Linked DNA regions of Mus musculus: region 1 is linked to region 2. Evidence: chromatin contacts called from public promoter capture Hi-C data. All regions are on one chromosome and are shown on one strand. The core of a region is the stretch at or near the end of the contact, and the rest is flanking DNA. Distances in the headings are between cores, read along the strand shown. Region 1 holds the start of Tsn (translin). Region 2 holds the start of Zcchc2 (zinc finger, CCHC domain containing 2).

Evidence for each region. Promoter capture Hi-C pulls out the DNA fragments that hold promoters and counts their contacts.
Region 1: a contact with region 2 is called in a promoter capture Hi-C map of cranial neural crest. The contact joins the promoter of Tsn here to the promoter of Zcchc2 in region 2.

What each region holds. Positions count from the first base shown.
Region 1 is chr1:118,310,067-118,315,013 of GRCm38.p6, forward strand. Tsn (translin) reads right to left here and starts at 1,280. Exons shown (of 6, transcript NM_011650.4): 1 at 935-1,280. The coding sequence starts at 1,000.
Region 2 is chr1:105,988,379-105,993,053 of GRCm38.p6, forward strand. Zcchc2 (zinc finger, CCHC domain containing 2) reads left to right here and starts at 2,028. Exons shown (of 14, transcript NM_001122676.1): 1 at 2,028-3,329. The coding sequence starts at 2,412. Gm7160 (predicted gene 7160) reads right to left here and starts at 1,904. Exons shown (of 3, transcript NR_151625.1): 1 at 1,794-1,904; 2 at 641-725.

The DNA of each region.
Region 1 (4,947 bases), core at 30-2,529, about 12 Mb after region 2:
TACAAGTAGCCGTGAAAGAAAAATAGCCACCTGCTCAAGAACCCAACTGAGACACTATATAAATGAATAACTGACAATGTAAATGTTCTCTATAGAACAAAAACTTAAATACAAAGTGGTGACTGATTTTCATTCATTCATTTTGCACACATTCTCTGAGCACATTTAGTTATGGGCATTATGCAAACATCAGAGACGCAAGCAACTCCTTCTAGCAATAGGACGGATAAATGGGTTTTTTTTTCTCAATTTCTCACGATTTTAGGAGCTAACAGAAAAGCAGTCAAAATAAGGACTATAAATTTTGCACGTGTTAATTTCAGCACTGAAAACGCTGAAGGCTACAGGTTCGAGTTCGAGGTCACCCAAGGCTACTACACATCAAGATCCTGTCTCACGCGCAAAAGGAAAACAGCCAGAGAGCAGAAAATAAACTAATTCCAGCAAAAGCAGATAATACAACCAAGGGTCCTCAGACAGAGCAATATCTGGAGCATTAGACGAATAAAAAGTTAACTTAAACACACACACAGTAACGAGTGTAAATAAAAGGAGAGCGGGGAAAGAGACCTTGTGAGCCACCGGAGAATCTAGATTTTTTTTAAATTTTTTATGCGGGATGAGAAGCTACAGAAGAGCTTTTTGCTTAAAGAAAGACCGCAAGTGCTATTTAAAAAAAAAAAAATACCAGCAGCCAATATAGAAAAGATGTGCTGGTTAGCCACGGGCGTTAACCGAGCCTGGGACTGGAATACTGAACTAGGAAAGGTGATATTCTAAGAGGTACATGACGCTGAGAAGTCGAATCCGGAACCAAGAGGCGGCCTAACCTAAACCCATCGGGCCTGAAAACGAGAGACCGAGCAGGACCAGGCCAACTGGACCAGCCTGGCTAGGAAAAGAAAAAAAGGAGATGGGGAGGAAGGGGGCTCGCCTCTCGGATGTCCTGCTCGGCAGCCAAAAAGCCCTGCAGCTCCACGAAGATCTCGCTCACAGACATGGCGCTGGCTGCCCTACAATCAGTCAGCACCGGAGCACCGCCGAAGAAGTACGACCCACAAACAAGTAGCGGACTCGCTCGCAACGCCCGTCGCCGTCGCCACTGCCGCGTCCACTAGCCCTTGCGCCAAGGCTGGCGCCGGGGTCTTCCCACACCCGCGGCGCACCGGAGCCCGGGCTGCCCGCCGCAATGCCTGAAGCGCCGCGCGCACAGTCCCGTGCCGCGCTCTTGCCCAGAATCCCGACGGCAGGGCCGAGCCTCGCCTGCCGCCCGCACGTAGGCATCTCCGGAAACAGCCCTACGTAGGGGCTTCAGTGGCCCGTGGCCGTAGGCCGGCTGATAGGCAGCTCCAATTAAGGAGGTGGGGATTCGCAGATAGGCATCTAGGAAAACAGCCGGTTGGGGGGGCGGGGGGGGGGTCCTTAGGGACACTTGGCTCGTAGAAGGCGGGGCCAGCGAGTGGCGCGGTTTGCTTATCCATGTTATCTGTGTACTTCAAGCAAGGGAGGGAAGTTATACTTCTGTCTGCTCAACAAAGAGCATGCATAAACTGAATGGGGAAGAATGGCGAGAGAATGTAATCCGATAAATGAAAAATAATAAAAGACTATAATCTAAATAAATATTAATGAATAAAAATATTATCTTCGGGTCTGGAGAGATGGCTCAGCGGTTAAGAGCATCGACTGCTCTTCCAGAGGTCCTGAGTTCAATTCCCAGCAACCACATGTTGGCTCTCAACCATCCATAATGGGAACTAATGCCGTCTTCTGGTGTGTCTGAAATGCAATGTACTCATATGCATAAAATAAATAAATCTACCAAAAAAAAAAAAAAGAAAAGAAAAGAAAAGCGTGTTACTGTAACCTTCAACCAGGGACTACACTTCAGCTATGAACGTGCTTCAGGGCTTTGAAGTCCTTGTACATGATCTGCCTCACAGCTATCCTATCCTCCCAATGAGTATCATGAAGATCTCTCTGGTCTTGAGCAGTCTTGAAGAGGCCAGAGTTCACCTTGTAGCTCCTGCCAGCTGCTTCTCCACCTGATCACCGAGTGCACTTTCTGAATGAGCTTGGATGGAGTACTTCCTGTTATTTCTTTGAAAGAGTATCGTCTGTGGTGGCGTGAGGGCTCTTAACCATCGAAAGGGAGAGATTGACAAACTTTAGCAGTTAAAGGTTTGTCACCAAGACTGACAGTCTGATGGAAGGAAAGAACCAACTCCCACAAGTTGTCCTCTTCAAACACACACACTACACTCACACACACACCAAGTAAATAAATGTGTAATCTTTGATGGACAGTCTCATACTCTCCCCCAGCCCAGAAAATCTATTTTAACTACAAAAGAACCATTCTTTGAAGGAGCAGGAACTAGCCAAGACACCCACTTGTACAGGAACTGTTTTTGATCATGTTCTGGACCCAGTTTCCTCATAACTTAGTAAGAAATATTCTTTGGGGGGGGGGGTCGAGAAAGGGTTTCTCTGTGTAGCCCTGGCTGTACTGGAACTCACTCTGTAGACCAGGCTGGCCTCGAACTCAGAAATCTGCCTGCCTCAGCTCGAACTCAGAAATCTGCCTGCCTCAGCCTCCCAAGTGCTGGGATTAAAGGCATGTGCCACCACTGCCAGGCTTGTGGGCTTTTTTTTTTTTTTTGAAAGAATATTGTAAGTGCCCTTTACCTTTCACTGGAATTTAGAATTTAGATACCTTGCTAAGCATGGGAGAAGGGATTCTTTTGATCTTAAAGCTTTTCTATTCCAACAGCCAATCCCTTCTTTTGTGTTCTTCTGTTTTGTTTTGGTAAAGAATATGTTAGATCTCAAAGAAACACATCTCAGAACCTTTGGCTCCTCCCAACACTTCTCACCAGCCCCCTACCCCAAACCTCTCCCAGGGCCTGGGCTTCAGCTTCTCTTCCCCTACTTTCTCCTCCCTATAAAAAAAAAAAAAAATGTGGCTACACACTCTCTTCATCTCCCAGTCCTTGCACCTCCTCTTCTGTTCCTCTCTCACTCTCCCACCTCTCTCTCCTCTTGTTGTCAGCTTCATATCTACAATAAACCCTTCTCAACCATACCTTGGAGTGGCCACTTCCTTGTTTTTTATTAATTAGGGTCTTAACTAGGCTAGTGTTTAACTCATTACGAAGCTAAGGACAGCCATGAACCTCCCGATCTTCCTGCCTCCACTTCCCCAATGCTGGGATGACAAGCATGGACCACCAGGGTCTGCTTTAAGTCATCATTTGACCAAATTTCCATGGCTGCCATTTTCTTCAAGTACCTTTTGAGAAAGTTTCCAAAAACCCAAGTTCAGGATGTGGTAGACACAAGGACAGTGGCTCCAGCAGCAACATTTGGGAAGAGTGGCTTGTGGGTGTTAGGAGCATCGTACTATCCACTCTCAAATGGACTCTCAAAAATTCTCCTCTGATTGACAAATAAAATGTAAAAATGACAAGTTTATTTCAAAATTAACTCTATTCTTAACTTTTCAATTACGCCTATTTACTCACTGTCTGTGTGTTTGGTTTGTATGGGCATATGTGAAGATCAGAGGACAATAGAAGTCAGTTTCGGGCTGGTGAGATGGCTCAGTGGGTAAGAGCACCCGACTGCTCTTCCGAAGGTCCGGAGTTCAAATCCCAGCAACCACATGGTGGCTAACAACCATCTGTAACAAGATCTGACGCCCTCTTCTGGGGTGTCTGAAGACAGCTACAGTGTACTTACATATAATAAATAAATAAATCTTTAAAAAAAAAATAGAAGTCAGTTTCCTGTTTCTACCATGGGAAACCTGGAGTTCACGCTCGGGTCATCAGGTTGGGAGGCAAATGTCTTTAAACACTAAAATACTACCATTGCACTGTCTGGAACCAAAGGAAAGAAAACAACTGACTTAGAAAATAAATTCCCAAATCTGCTATGGTGACACACGTCTTTAGTCCCAGCACTCGGGAGGCCAAAGCAGGCAGATCTCTGAGTTTCTGAGGCCATCATTATCTGCAAAATGAGTCTTTGACAGTCAGGGCTCTTACACAGAAAAACCTGTCTCAAAAAAACAAAATAATAATAATAACAATAATAATAATAGAAAATGAACTTCCAAGTAGACCAGATTTATAAAAACATAATCTCTACCATTGCAATTGGTCCGAGCTTGTTAAAGCAATTATGGAAACACTTAGGTGCAGCAATAGAACTGAATGGTGAAAAATTCAAAGATACCTTAGATTAAAACACCACAAAGTGCCATACTTTTGGATCCACAGGACAGCCTTGCTAACGAGCAAATAATAACTGCTCTCACTACACAGAAATTAAACCTCACAGAGCAAAGCATGAGGGCTACATCTGCTTGTAAGCTCAGCAATTGGGAAGCAAGAAGATCATGAGTTCAAGGGCAGCCCAGGATAGCACACAAGGCCATGTGTTCAAAGTTGAACAGAACCATTGCTGTCTGGGAGCAGCCTACATCAGCCATACACCAGTTTGACCATGAACCCCTGCTGTAACTTGGGTCTGGAATTTTCCCTGAAGGACTGTGTATTGAAGTCATTCTCCTGAGCTCATGGAGCTAGTGGAGGCAATGGAAACTATGAGATGGGACATAATAGGATACCTTAAGGCCCTGTCATTGGAGGTGTATTCCTAGTGGGTATTGTGGAACTCTGGTTCCTTCCTTGTTCCCTATTCACTCCCCTCCCTTCCTTTCTCCCTTCTTTATGGTTCTTTCAGGGCTCACATAGGGCAAGATGACTCCAGACTTGCCATGTAGGTAGGGATGATCCTGAATTTCTGATCATCCTGTCTTCCCCTTCCAAGCATCAGGATTGCAAGCCTGGGCCACAAGGTTCTGTCCCTCAGTACCTTGTCAAGATTAGATCCCTCAATCTTCCTGCTGCTGCTGCCAAAGAGGATCCAGTAACGCAAGGC
Region 2 (4,675 bases), core at 778-3,277:
GAGCGCTGCAGCAGCCATCCTTCACCCTTGCTCCCTGTGTTCTGTCACTAATCACAGGGTGGAAAAAACCACTTAGACATGTGTGTGTGTGTGTGTGTGTGTGATTTGCAGAGTAGAGAGAGGGCCCTGAAACAACACCCTGTGGGGACAAACCATGAAGCTGGTGGAGGATAACCTGAATTAAGGTATAGTACATGTTATTTATAAGTGTTACTATCAACTGTGTTTTCTAATGCTAGCCAAGCTAGAGAGACAAAAATCATTATTAACAGTTGCAAATTTAATTCTGATGAAAATGTGGACTGGGTGCTGTGAGTCTAGATTAAATAACTGATGCAATAGAAAATTAAAGATTAAAAATCCATAGTCGGGATCACATATAAAAATCAATTTGGAAGTAGAGTATTTGCTCATTACATAAGGCATGGAAGTAAAGTTGGGAATGTGGTAGGGGAGGGGACGGGGGGGGGGGCTCCTCACTATTCTGCTTAAAACATTTCATCCTAAGCTTCAGAAATGTGCCTAAGTGATCAGGCAGGAACAGTAGACTCGAGGATAGTAGCTGAGGCTTACTTCGTTTAAGCTATACCCAAGAAGCACACGAAAGAGAAAACTACATGTCAGAATAGCTTTCACTTACTTTTATCAATATAAAATGTGCTGAGTAATTCTCCATCTCTCGGTTTTATCACGGAAGCTGATTTAGGGTTCAATTCAGTCTTATCCTAAATGATAAAGCCGCAGAGTTTGTGAGATAAAGGCGATTCTATACACTCTGTAGATGTCCCAACACTCTCAACGAGGGTTAGTGTGGCTTTTAATTTTCTCACGCTCCTACTTTGGTTATGTGGTATAAGTTCTTTATTTAAAACTGTCGGAAATTTTAAAAAGCAAACACACAAAGAAACTACTATTATGGACCCTCAAATAATAATAATAATAATAATAATAATAATAATAATAATAATCCTGTTTCCCCCGCCCCTGGGCACAAGATTTATATTTATTTACAATCATGGACTGACAAACAGCATGCCAAGAACTCTTGACCGGCAGTCAGGCTCCAGCACAAATGAGACAGGATGGTCCTGATGGCTCTGAGAGCAATCATGGCCCCTTGGGTTGGTTTGGTTTTTAAATTGATTTTTATGGTTGGGCTATACATATCACTGAAAGAGTCATAGGGAGGGCGGTGTCTACAAAACTTAAAAATGTAATATCGCTTAAAAACTTAAAACCCTGACAAGACAGTAACTTATTAAATTGTTTAAAAGAGTTACAGGAAATTCACACCAGCTCAAGAATTCCAAATGTTCACGGATAGGAACTAAAACGTAGGCAATAAGTGATTGCGCAAACCATAGATTTGGGGCAGGAGGGCGTCCTTAAACTTAACCTTGCAAGCCAGATGCAACCATTAGGCCAAGCACCCCCAGCAACAGGGTCCCCTCAGCCGGATACCCGGCCCAAAGCAGCACCTTGCAGCCAGCCTGAGCAAGGGCGCTCGCCGCCCAAAACCACTCTACATCCCGACCTAACTCCTGGATCTTCGTCCCAGCGTTCACACCAACGGTCCAGGTGAAGTTTTAGAATATGGTAATCTCCCGTGGCTGACTTTGGCGGAGTTCACGAGGCGGCAGGGGCTGGGAACCCACTTGGCGTGATCCAGGGCGGTGGCTGACGCGAAGATGGTCTGCAGCCACGGCACGGTCAGATCTCTCAAGAAAAACTAAGTCGATGTCCCTCCTCCCACGCGAACCTCGCCCACTTCTGCCGCTCCGGGCCAAGCTCACCTCGCCGTGGTCCGAAAGTCCCAAACCCACGTCCTCAGTCTGCTGGAACCCATCAAGCATTAGGACCGCGCGGGATGTGCCAGAGCCTTGCAGCATAGCAGGAGGTGGGCGTGGCTTCTCAGAGAGGGCGGCTCCCGGCGGGGAGGGGGGGGCAAACGAGAAGCTCGCGTCACGCCAGATCTAAACGTTGATTGGCTGGAGTGCGGTGCGCGGAGCCCGCCAGCGTCTCCGCCCAGCCCCGCTGCTCCTCCTCCTCCTCGCCAAGCCGCTCTGCCAGCGCCGGCTCGAGAGGGAACGGCTCAGGCCGTCACCGCCAGCCCCGTGCGGACGCGGAAAGGCGGAAGGAGGACGCGCTCGTCGACTTGCTCCTCCCGCACCGGACTCCCCAGCGGGCACAGAGCCCAGGGGAGGAGCCGTCGCGGTCACGCCCCGCCTCCCGCCGGGACGAAGCTGCCGGCCGGCCACCGCCCCCCGTCCCCGGTCGGCGAGACCCGCCCCCGGCCCGCCCCGGCGGCATGGAGGGGCAACGTTCTTGACGGCCGTGCCGCCGCCCGGGCGCTCGGCTCCTCCCGCCGCCCCCGCTCCCTCGCTCGCATGTCCGCACCGCCTTAGCTGAGGATGCTGAGGATGAAGCTGCCACCGAAGTCGACGCACCCCAGCGAGCCGCCGCCCGACGCGGAGGAGCCCGAGGCGGACGCGCGGCCGGGCGCAAAGGCTCCGCTGCGCCGCCGCCGCGACTGCCGCCCGCCGCCGCCGCCCACGGGCCTGCCGCGGGGACCCCCGCCGCCGCCGTCGCCGCCCCGGGGGCTCGAGCCGCCTGTTGCTAGCGGGCCGACGGCGGGCGCGGGCATGCCGGGCGGCGGCGGGCACGCGGCGGCGCTGCGCGAACAGGAGCGGGTGTATGAGTGGTTCGGGCTGGTGCTGGGCTCGGCGCAGCGCCTTGAGTTCATGTGCGGGCTGCTGGACCTGTGCAACCCGCTGGAGCTGCGCTTTCTCGGCTCGTGCCTGGAGGACTTGGCGCGCAAGGACTACCACTACCTGCGCGACTCGGAGGCGAAGGCCAACGGCCTCTCGGACCCAGGGTCGCTGGCCGATTTCCGAGAGCCCGCCGTGCGCTCGCGCCTCATCGTATACCTAGCGCTGCTGGGCTCGGAGAACAGAGAGGCCGCTGGCCGCCTGCACCGCCTCCTGCCCCAGGTGGACGCGGTGCTCAGAAGCCTGCGCGCGACTCGAGCCGAGGGCTCGCGGGGCAGCGTGGAGGACGAGCCGAGTGGCGATGGCGAGCAGGACGCGGAGAAGGACGGCCCCGGCCCGGAAGGCAGTGGCTGCGCCAAGCTCGGGACTGGAGGCGGGCTCGGCTTCAGGGCCCAAGAGGAACTGCTGCTGCTGTTCACCATGGCTTCGCTGCACCCGGCTTTCTCCTTCCACCAGCGGGTCACCCTGAGGGAGCACCTGGAGAGGCTCCGCAGCGCACTCCGGGTGGAGCCGGAGGACGCGGAGGTGGAGCCCAGCAACTTTGCGGGCTCCAGGGCCCAGGTAAGGTGCGAAGAAGTGCAGTCGCAGCTCCGGCCTCCGCCTCGGCGGGCCTCAGAATCCAGCTCTGACCCCAGCCTCATGCAGGTGTCTCGGAATAACCACTCCGCGGCTCTCAGCCATGGGTAGTCATCGTCATTTTCTTGGGTGGCTCATTTCCAGTCACCCACATGCACATTGAGCCACCCGCCATAACAGAATGCTCTAGAATTCTCTTCTGATGTGCACGAGTTATCACGGAAGACTGGAGCTCCCTGACCCTAGACCTCAGAATTAGGAGGCTCGTGGGACATTTTGGGCTCGAGTATTTGGGTGCTAGGTGCAAGGGGAAAAGCCAAGCGCTTGGGGCTGTCAACCACCGTCCGTTTAGCCCTGGGTGGGCTGTTTCCTAGTCTCAGCCTGTTTAAAAACCGCCTTACCCCTTGGCACTGCCAGGTTACTGTGGCATAAGGAACTTTTTATACTTAGTGTGTGCTAATTAAGGTTTTGAATAGGTCTTTTGGCTTTTAGTCGGAGAACTTTGTATTCACTGGGAGTGTGTGTGTGTGTTCCGGTGGGTATTCTGTGGAGACCTATGAATTGGCTGACCTAAGTACAAAAATCGGTCATCTAGGTAAAGACTTGGGATGGCCTGGCTAAACCTTTAACAGACTACCAAACAAGCTTTCCTAAGGGGCTTGATTTCTACTTCAGATTTGGGGTCTGGTGATCTCTTAGGTCTTTAGGCATTAACGTTGTCTGAAAGAGTTATTAAAACACATTTAGTACATAGGAATCCACTTATCGAAAACTTTAAAGAATTTTTACAGTCTTGAAAGTAATTTAATTAGGCCCAATAAACCACTTAAGAATGGCGATTTAATGGGGATATGTTTCAACTGCAGTAAAAACTGTAGATTAAGACCTTATTTTTGTGGATCAGATCTGATTTGGACGCCATGCTTTTCCACTTTAAGGGGGGGAGGTGTTCCCTCCCTCCGCGCTTGAAAGTTAACATGTATCAGCAGTCATTCAATATGGTAGAACTAAAATTGAGCATTATGTTTCACTAATGATTGTATAGACTCATTACCAAAGAACCCTGGGCATTTAGGATAGGTCTCAAAGGGCCTGCCTTAGAGATAATGTAGGCTGAGTACTTCTTTCTTTTTTTTTCCCCGTGAGGCATTTGTGAAATCACAATTTCATGTTTTATCTTATAAATCTTAACAAAATCCAGATGTAATAAGACTAATACCTTGCGTTTTCTTGATGAGTGTAAAATCATACCATCTTCTAGTGTCTCTACTACCAGCACACACGTTTGTGTAAATGATAATAAAAGCTTAATTCACCCTTCAGCCTACTCA